2 separate regions of the Triticum aestivum genome follow, and region 1 is linked to region 2. Evidence: chromatin contacts called from public Hi-C data. All regions are on one chromosome and are shown on one strand. The core of a region is the stretch at or near the end of the contact, and the rest is flanking DNA. Distances in the headings are between cores, read along the strand shown. Region 1 has its middle 51 kb from the start of LOC123162439. Region 2 holds the start of LOC123162439 (auxin response factor 17).

The links. A called contact is a pair of places that touch in the nucleus more often than the background predicts.
Region 1: a Hi-C map of leaf shows a contact between it and region 2, with 4 times the contacts expected there. The contact joins the enhancer-like site here to the promoter of LOC123162439 in region 2. A contact is called at or near these places in 4 of 5 Hi-C or Micro-C datasets (leaf, root and an unstated tissue) and 1 of 1 datasets of contacts at active chromatin or transcription factors (leaf).

The regions. Positions count from the first base shown.
Region 1 is chr7B:630,836,884-630,840,863 of IWGSC CS RefSeq v2.1, reverse strand. No RefSeq gene overlaps it. Among protein-coding and RNA genes, the nearest start is that of LOC123162439, 51 kb to the right of the region's middle. Within about 2 kb of position 2,228, at least 6 of the 8 cell types and tissues checked have an H3K27ac peak or open chromatin away from gene starts, as enhancers often do. A contact at or near this core is called in leaf and root, where this site is marked.
Region 2 is chr7B:630,786,573-630,790,593 of IWGSC CS RefSeq v2.1, reverse strand. LOC123162439 (auxin response factor 17) reads left to right here and starts at 2,257. Exons shown (of 14, transcript XM_044580216.1): 1 at 2,257-3,102; 2 at 3,757-3,875. The coding sequence starts at 3,042.

The sequences.
Region 1 (3,980 bases), core at 979-3,478, 50 kb before region 2:
AGTGTAGCAGCTGCTCTGACGGGCGACGACGAACTAGCCCGGCCTCCATCCTACTGGCAAAGCTCCTCCTTCCCGTGCCAGCGGTTGCCCGTAACATGCGGTTAATTATTACTCTACGTACGTAAAAGGTGTAAGAAACAAGAAGCGTGGCCGGCGGCTTGGATCCGAGCACGGCGTCGACGGACGTACAGTTCTGGCAATGAGAATGGGGTCGCCGGGTACAGGGCGGCGGGCTGGACCCTGGATGGTCACCATCGGCACATGTTGCTTGGACCGGCCTATACGTACTGGTAAAACGAGCATGGGGTCGTCGGCAGGTCCGCTCGCCACGGCGGCCGTACCGCGCCACGGCGCCCTCCTGTCCTGCCTGCATGCGCCGCGCGGCAGTGGTACGTGTAGGTGTAGGTCGTGGTACCGGCGCGGGCGCGGCGGACGGTGGGGGCCCGGCCGCCGATGCCAAAACGCATCGCTGCGTACTCTCTTGTGATTAGTTTTAGTGGCAAGTGCACGCCGGCCCTTTGCTTCCCTGGTTACGTGCGCGAGACACGTTTAGTTTATGATCAAAGTCGCCGTCGTCGACGTCAGGTTTAAGCATGTTTGTTTTATTGCTTCCAGCTTAACGGGTTTGTTTGATAGCTGCTGCGAGACTGTGCGTGGCTTCGTCAGACCGTTTGGTCATCTCATATGCAGCGCTGCCAGTGCAGTAGGCGTGGTGTAGCTTGATAAATGGTGAGCATATGCACCCTTGCAGTGGTTTAAGGACAAACACTAGCACGCCCTGCGATGGATTGTAACGTGCATACAGGTCGGCCGTGTAGGCGGCCGGACGGCACGGTCCCTCCCCCTCGCGGGCGCATGTAGTACGCACACCCCTGACCCGCGGCATCGCATCGCACTTGTGCGCGGACGACGCCGTGCCGTGCGCGCCCGCGTCAGAACCGACGTCCAAAAGGTCATCCACCGCCACCGCCGCTCGCTCCGGCCTTGGTGTCCTTGCCCGCCGCGACGCGGGAGGCACGTACCGTGTGAAAGGCGTGGCCGATTTACCTCGCCTCGCCGCAGAGCGCTTTTCGGCCCGGCTCTGACGCCGCGGTTGTTGTTGACGACGGTGCCACCGCCAACGACCCCGCTCACGCTTCCATGTGCGCGCGCCCGCACTGACCCGACCCGAGCCGGCCGGTTCCGCGTAACCCGGAGCGCGGCGACGCGACGCGACGTGAGCCGGAGCCGTGCGCGCCTGTCGGTCGGCACGAGGAGCCACTCCGGACGAGCTCCTGCCCACGACTCGCCGTGGACTGGACTCGCGCACGACACGAGTCCAGTCCGAGCGGAACCTTGCACGGAATCTCTCTAGCTACCCCAGCGACTCCGCACCTGACGACGCACGCACGCCACAGGCACCAGCAGCAGCATCAGCGTGACCCGGGCAGGGAATCATGCCTGATCCGGACCTCCACGAAAACGCATGTGATCCACGCTACCACTCCGCAGTATTCTAGCAGCATCCGTCCATCCATCCCTACCCGGGACAGCGCAGCGCGGCGCGGCAGGTCCACGACCAAAACACCAATTATCCCCACGATTGGTCGACTAATAGTAACCAGGAGTTTACCCCATCCCGGACATGTCGCCCGGCCACCCAGCACGCCCGCACGCACGCCCATTCCCAGCCGGCGCTAACAAAATCAAAGAGAAACTAATAATTATAATAATAAAATCCCGGCCGATGGTGTGGAGGCCGGTCAGGGCGCTGTCGAGCTTTTTCGCCTGAGGCCGACGGGTCCGGCCGCGCGCCGTTCCTGTCGCCGGGAAAGGAGACGACGAGGAGGACGCGCTCCACGTATCCCTGTCCTTCCCACCGCCGTATTTGGTAGTACCAGATCAAATCGGTGTGTATCCATGCTTGTGGTTGTATGTACTCCTACCTGCGTAGTAGTAGTACGTGTGTAGTAGAAGTAGTATCCGAGATCGGTGAGATGGGGATGGAGACGGACGGGCCGGGCCTGCGCGTGATAAATGCCGCCCCCATCAGCAAACAGTTCCACGAAAGGAACCGCTCCGGCGCTCTTGTGCGGAAACGGATCCAGGCGCTTGTGAGAAAATAGGAGCGCCGTATGTATACATCATTCTCGAATTTACGTGGGCCTGGTTACATATGGCTGCACCTGTGGAGCACGTACGTGCCATGTGGCACGGCGTTGATTTTTTTCCGTTTCTGGTTCATGTAGTACGATCGGAGCTGAGCTGTCACCAACCCGGTCCTCGGTCCTGACCGTTGGATCGAGTTGGACGGTCGATATATATGGTACTCAGACAAATTAACTGTCGCTGTCAGACAGATTGCGTTCCGTTCATTTTTGGCTGGCAAATCAAGGTTTCTGTGTGTAATCTTGGATCCTTTCGCCTAGATTAACATAGTAGCCGGTACTACTCCACGTACTGCTGCTAATAACGGCAAATGTGTTGAGCCAAGATCGTCGTTTGAGTCTAGTGCAGTGGCTAGTTTGACTGCTACGGCATTACTACAACCACTCCAACCAGATTAGGACTGCCAGATGAATTTAATAAGCACCTTCATGAGCATAGCGTGACGGAAGAGGCCAAGACGAAGCGCAAATTCGGATGAGGGTGGCGTCACATGTTTTGTTCCCCAGCGGTTTACTCCTAGCAGAGCTGGTTCCCAGAAATGGTAATAATACTACTAATTGCTACTCCCTCCGTTCCTAAATATAAGTCTTTTTAGACATTTCAATCAGACTATAACATACAGATGTATGTAGACATATTTTAAGTGAAGATTCACTCATTTTGTTTCGTATGTAGTCACTTGTTGAAACTTCTAGAAAGACTTATATTTAGGAACGGAGGGAGTACTACAAACAAAACCTGTAAAACCTCTACTCCCCCTGTCCATATATAAGGCCTAATGCGGCTTTCGAGACTAACTTTAACCACATGTTAAAATAATATATATATGACACAAGTTACACAAAGCATACCATCAAATTTATACGTGAATGAAGCTTCCAATGATGTAATTTTTACACTATACATCTCATATACTATTAATCTTACCAAAAGTCAATGGATATCTTAAGAAATGAATTAGGCCCTATATATATGAATGGAGGGAGTACTAAAATTTGTGATGTACTACGGTTTTAGTTCAATGAATTAAACCCCAACACTTATTATGGATTGGTGGGGTACTTTTTTTAACAAAAATTAATGATGTACTTGCTCTGTTCATATGCACCCATTTTCTATTTTTCTTGAGTTTATTTCTAATGTGCAAAGTCATTGCTCCGAGTTTGCAACAATTGTATATCACCTTGATGCGGCAGATTAGATGAAAATTCTTTTACCTAAAAAGTTTTACCTGGCTTGCTATATAATATCTTGATATGTGATTTTCCTCCGCCATGAGAAATCGACTTTTCTGCCAAATTTGACATGTATGCATGTCTTGTTGGAAATATGCCCTATAGGCAATAATAAAGTGATTATTATTATATTTCTTTATTCATGATAATCGTTTATTATCCATGTTAATTGTATTGACCGGAAACTCAAATACATGTGTGGATACATAGACAACAACATGTCCCTAGTGAGCCTCTACCGGACTAGCTCGTTGATCAAAGATGGCTATGGTTTCCTAGCCATGGACATTAGTTGTCATTTGATAATGGGATCACATCATTAGGAGAATGATGTGACTGACAGGACCCAAACTATAAACCTAGCATATGATCGTATCAAGTTTATTGTTATTGTTTTCTGCATGTCAAGTATCTGTTCCCATGGCCATGAGATCATGCAACTCACTGACACCGGAGGACTACCTTGTGTGTCTCAAACGTTGCAACATAATTGGGTAATTATAAAGATGCTCTAAAAGTATCTCCGAAGGTGTTTGCTGGTTTGGCATGTATCGAGACTGGGATTTGTTAATCCGTGTGACAGAGAGATGTCTTTGG
Region 2 (4,021 bases), core at 1,008-3,507:
AGGAGTATGCGGACATGACTGCAATTGTAGAGAAGTAAGTTAAATCGATCATTATCGCACCATATCGGCAACTTCAATTTGTTCATTTCCTGATATCAAGTAATTCTTTTCTTTGTCTGGCAGGGTTTGGAATAAATTCACCTCAAAAACTCTGGGACTGCCGAAGAAGCTGTAATTTAGACACCCGAAAGTAAGTACTATAGTAGCATGTTCCACACATCTCCTAGTGATTCAAGCGCTAGTTTCATCAATACCATTTAGCATGCTTGCTAATTATCAGTTTGATCGACCTTTATTTCTTGTAAAGTGGTTGTGGCAGGAACAAGGGAATAATTACTGTGGATACTACATTTGCGAGTCCATCCGCCACACGACCTGTGAGCGGGGCTACTCCGACAAACAATATGAAGTGCGTAAATAATAATATTCACAATTTTATTTTATTACCATCATTTGTGTTCAGTTTTATTTATTCATATATATGTGTTGACCCCCTTCTTCAAATTAGATATTTTGGATGCGAGATGAACTCCTACCACCAGATCGTATGCGAGGAATTCAAGAGGAATTGGCGGCATTCTTTCTTGACCACGTGATCGCTAAAGACGGAGAATACCATGTGGACCCTAATCAGTTGGTTTTTAATTAGGAGATTATATTGTAAGAGATAATTATATTGTATATATGTAGCCAGTAGCGTCGGATAGATATACAAGAACTTGTTGTTCAACCAATCTCTCAGAGAAGGAGAGGTGGTCGATATCACTTCTCTCTGTATGCATATGTTCATGACGATCTTCTGTTTCCTTCATTTGCTTACTAGCTAGCGTGTCTAGTCCTCTCTATACGTATAGTACGTAGGTCGACCAAGCACGGAGATAAGAGAGGACACTTCTCTGTATTAATTAGCTAGCTAACACAATATATGGAACATCTAAATTAACCCCCTACCCCCCCCCCTTAAAAAAATAAAAACCCTAACACCTGAAATGCTGACGTGTGGATGCCTATTCGTCCCGGTTGGTGCCACCAACCGGGACCAAAGGGCCTCCTGCCTGGGCTCGCCGCACCGGCCACGTGGAGGCCCATTTGTCCCGGTTTGTGTAAGAACTGGGACTAAAGGTCAAGGGCATTAGTAACGACCTTTTAGTCCCGGTTCCAAAACCAGGACAAAAGGCCCTTAGGAACCGGGACAATTGGCCCTTTTTCTACTAGTGGATTTAGGGTGATGGAAATGTTCTCTTGTAACCCCATTCAAAGCAAACCTCAAGAAAAAACCCTATGTGATTCAATAGTACAAATCAAGTAACCAAGAATTGTACATTTTTTGGCCGGCTGAAAATCTTTACTCGTAAGGTGACAACCTAGAGTGTCCATTCCTTATGACAAATAATTGAGTAGTAACACATTTGGCTAATTTGAACTTATGTTCTTGAAATGTTCCACGAATTAACTAAAGCCACATGTTCTTTGGGTTCAGTTTTGTGATTCACTCTGTCCAGTTTGTTAAATTGTACATGTAATAAGTTATTGATATGGGCTGTTGATTCTATTATAAGCAGAATTTTAGTAGCACATTTGAGCAATTTCAACTTTCGATCCTGAAATGCCGTGCATTTTTGTCCCCCCCCCCCCCCCCCCCCCCCCGCGAAAGAAAAGTTTACAAATTTCAATGCAGATTAAAGATGGAGATTAAAACTTACCGCTTTAACAAGGAGGTTTAGATTGTTCTGATCTATTGTTTGATGCACCGGGAAAGGAATATAATTAGTTGGCCGTGAATGTACGAGAATACCCTTTTTAAGTATCTTTAAGATCCGTCCAAACTCTTAGGGGGTGTACCGAAGCGAAACTCATTTCGTCCATTTTCGGGATTCACGCGGCGCAACCTGGTCGATTTTTTTTTATAAAAAGAGGGACAAAAATTCCATGTAGTAACTGAAAACAGCAAAGCTGCTTTTTCATCAAATACAAACACCACCATTAATCCCTGTGCTTCCAGCAAGCAAGAAAAGCTACTATACACACACCACCATTAATTGAGTAGCCGCACTCCACTAGGGAGAAAACGTTCACATCACTCACACAGGCACATCGTCCATGCAACGCTCACTCCTCACTGCACATGCCACACATATTCCGGGGAGCATGAGCACACGCCTCATCAACACTGCTATAAAAATACCTGCTCCTGCACAACTGTACAAGTATACTTCTGCTACTACTCTACTTCCCAAGTCGCTTAGTAAAACGAACGAAAGGGCGTACGTACAGTACACGATTTTACTACCAGGGAGAGAGAGAGGGGGGCTGAGGAAAGCGGCCAGCACCACTCGTGGGGTTAAAACCCCAAGAACAGGTCCAGCGGCGGCAGCGGCCAGAGCCAGAACAAGCAAGCAGCCAGAGGAGGAAGAAGCAAGCAAGCCGAGCCCAAGAAAAGCAAAGCCGGACCGAGGCAAGCAAGCAACCAGCTGTAACCGCAGCTCCTGAGCTCTGAAGCAAGCAGGAAAGGAGGCGGCGGCGGAGCAGCGAGCATGCCCGTCTCCGGCGGCGGCGCTCGGATCTGCCGGGGGGCGCGGCGCTGAGCCGTCGGGAGCTCGCGGGCGCGAGATCCGACGGGGCGGCTCCTCGGATCGACCGTTTCCCGGCTCCGGCGGCCGTGACGGCGGCGGCCCCTGCGCATTCCGGCGCCCGGGGATCGCGGCTCCCGGCCGGCTTCTGCTGCCCTCGGAGGCGGCAACTTGGGCGGAACTCCCGCGGTGATTGCCCGGGGAGGAAGGAAGCGTGACTGCGCACGGCAAAAGGGGCTCGGCTCCCTTCCATTCCATTCCATTCCGTTCCCTGGCGAGTGAGTTGGCGAGGAGGAGCAGGAGGAGCCGGGAAAGCGACGGGTTTATTAGGGAAGGCGCTGCGATTTGGCCTGAAAAGGAGGAATCTTTCCTCCGCTCTCCCCTTCCTTCCCCGCCTCCGCGCACGCTCTTTTATTGCTGCCCCCCTCCATCAGATCGGTCTCTGATTGGCCTTTTTCATCGCAACAAAAAATGAGGCTCTCGTCGCCGGCGGGCGCCGTCCTCCCGGCCCAGGCGCCGGCGTCGCCGGAAGGTACGGTATTCTTCTGTCTCCTGCCCCGTCCGTGGGCTGCCGCCCATTACTGCTGCTGCCCTCGCTCTTCATTTATTCGCTGTCCGTGTGATTTGGAGTTTGTGGGACTAGCAGTACTACTTGGCTCTCGTTTGTGCTTGTGATTTTTCCTCGGAGGCTCTCTCCTCGGATTGATTATGACCGTGTGATCAGGCCGTCGTAGCCCAATGCGTCGAATTCGAGTCTGGAGTAATATTTGGATTTGTTAGGGGTTGTTGCAATTGATTACATGAAAATGCTTCTTGTGTGTTTTGGGGGTACTTTTATGCCTGCGAAATTGCAGTTCAGTACTAACTTCTTTGGAATGGGATTTCAGTTCTGCAATCTCGCCTATTTCCCATCCAATTTCCTGCTCTGCGTGTTAATTAGTTATTTTTTTACTGGAATAAATATGTGTATTTTCGTCTGAAAAATTGCTGATTTTCATGTAAGATGAAGAAGAAATTAATAACCTTAGGCCACTAATTAGAAGTTCATTTCGTTGCATGCCCACCTTCTTGAATAATCTTTAAGGCCAGCATATGAATTCAGAGCTGTTACAGCCCCTAGAGCCATCATTATCTGTTAAAAATCAGCACTGACAAGTCTTTTGCTCATATGATTATGTCATTACAGCTGCTGAGGAGCACAAGTGCCTGAATTCGGAGCTATGGCACGCCTGCGCCGGCCCGCTCGTCTCCTTGCCCGCGGTCGGCAGCAGGGTGGTGTACTTCCCACAGGGTCACAGCGAGCAGGTTGGTGCAGAATTCCACCTCCAGTGCAAGGAACTTTGCATGATCCTGAATCCTAACCTCCGTCGCCGAACAGAAAAAAATCTGGCTTAATTATCTCAGAAATCGTTTGCTTTCTTTGTCTATGTAGATTATTTACTGGGTGAATT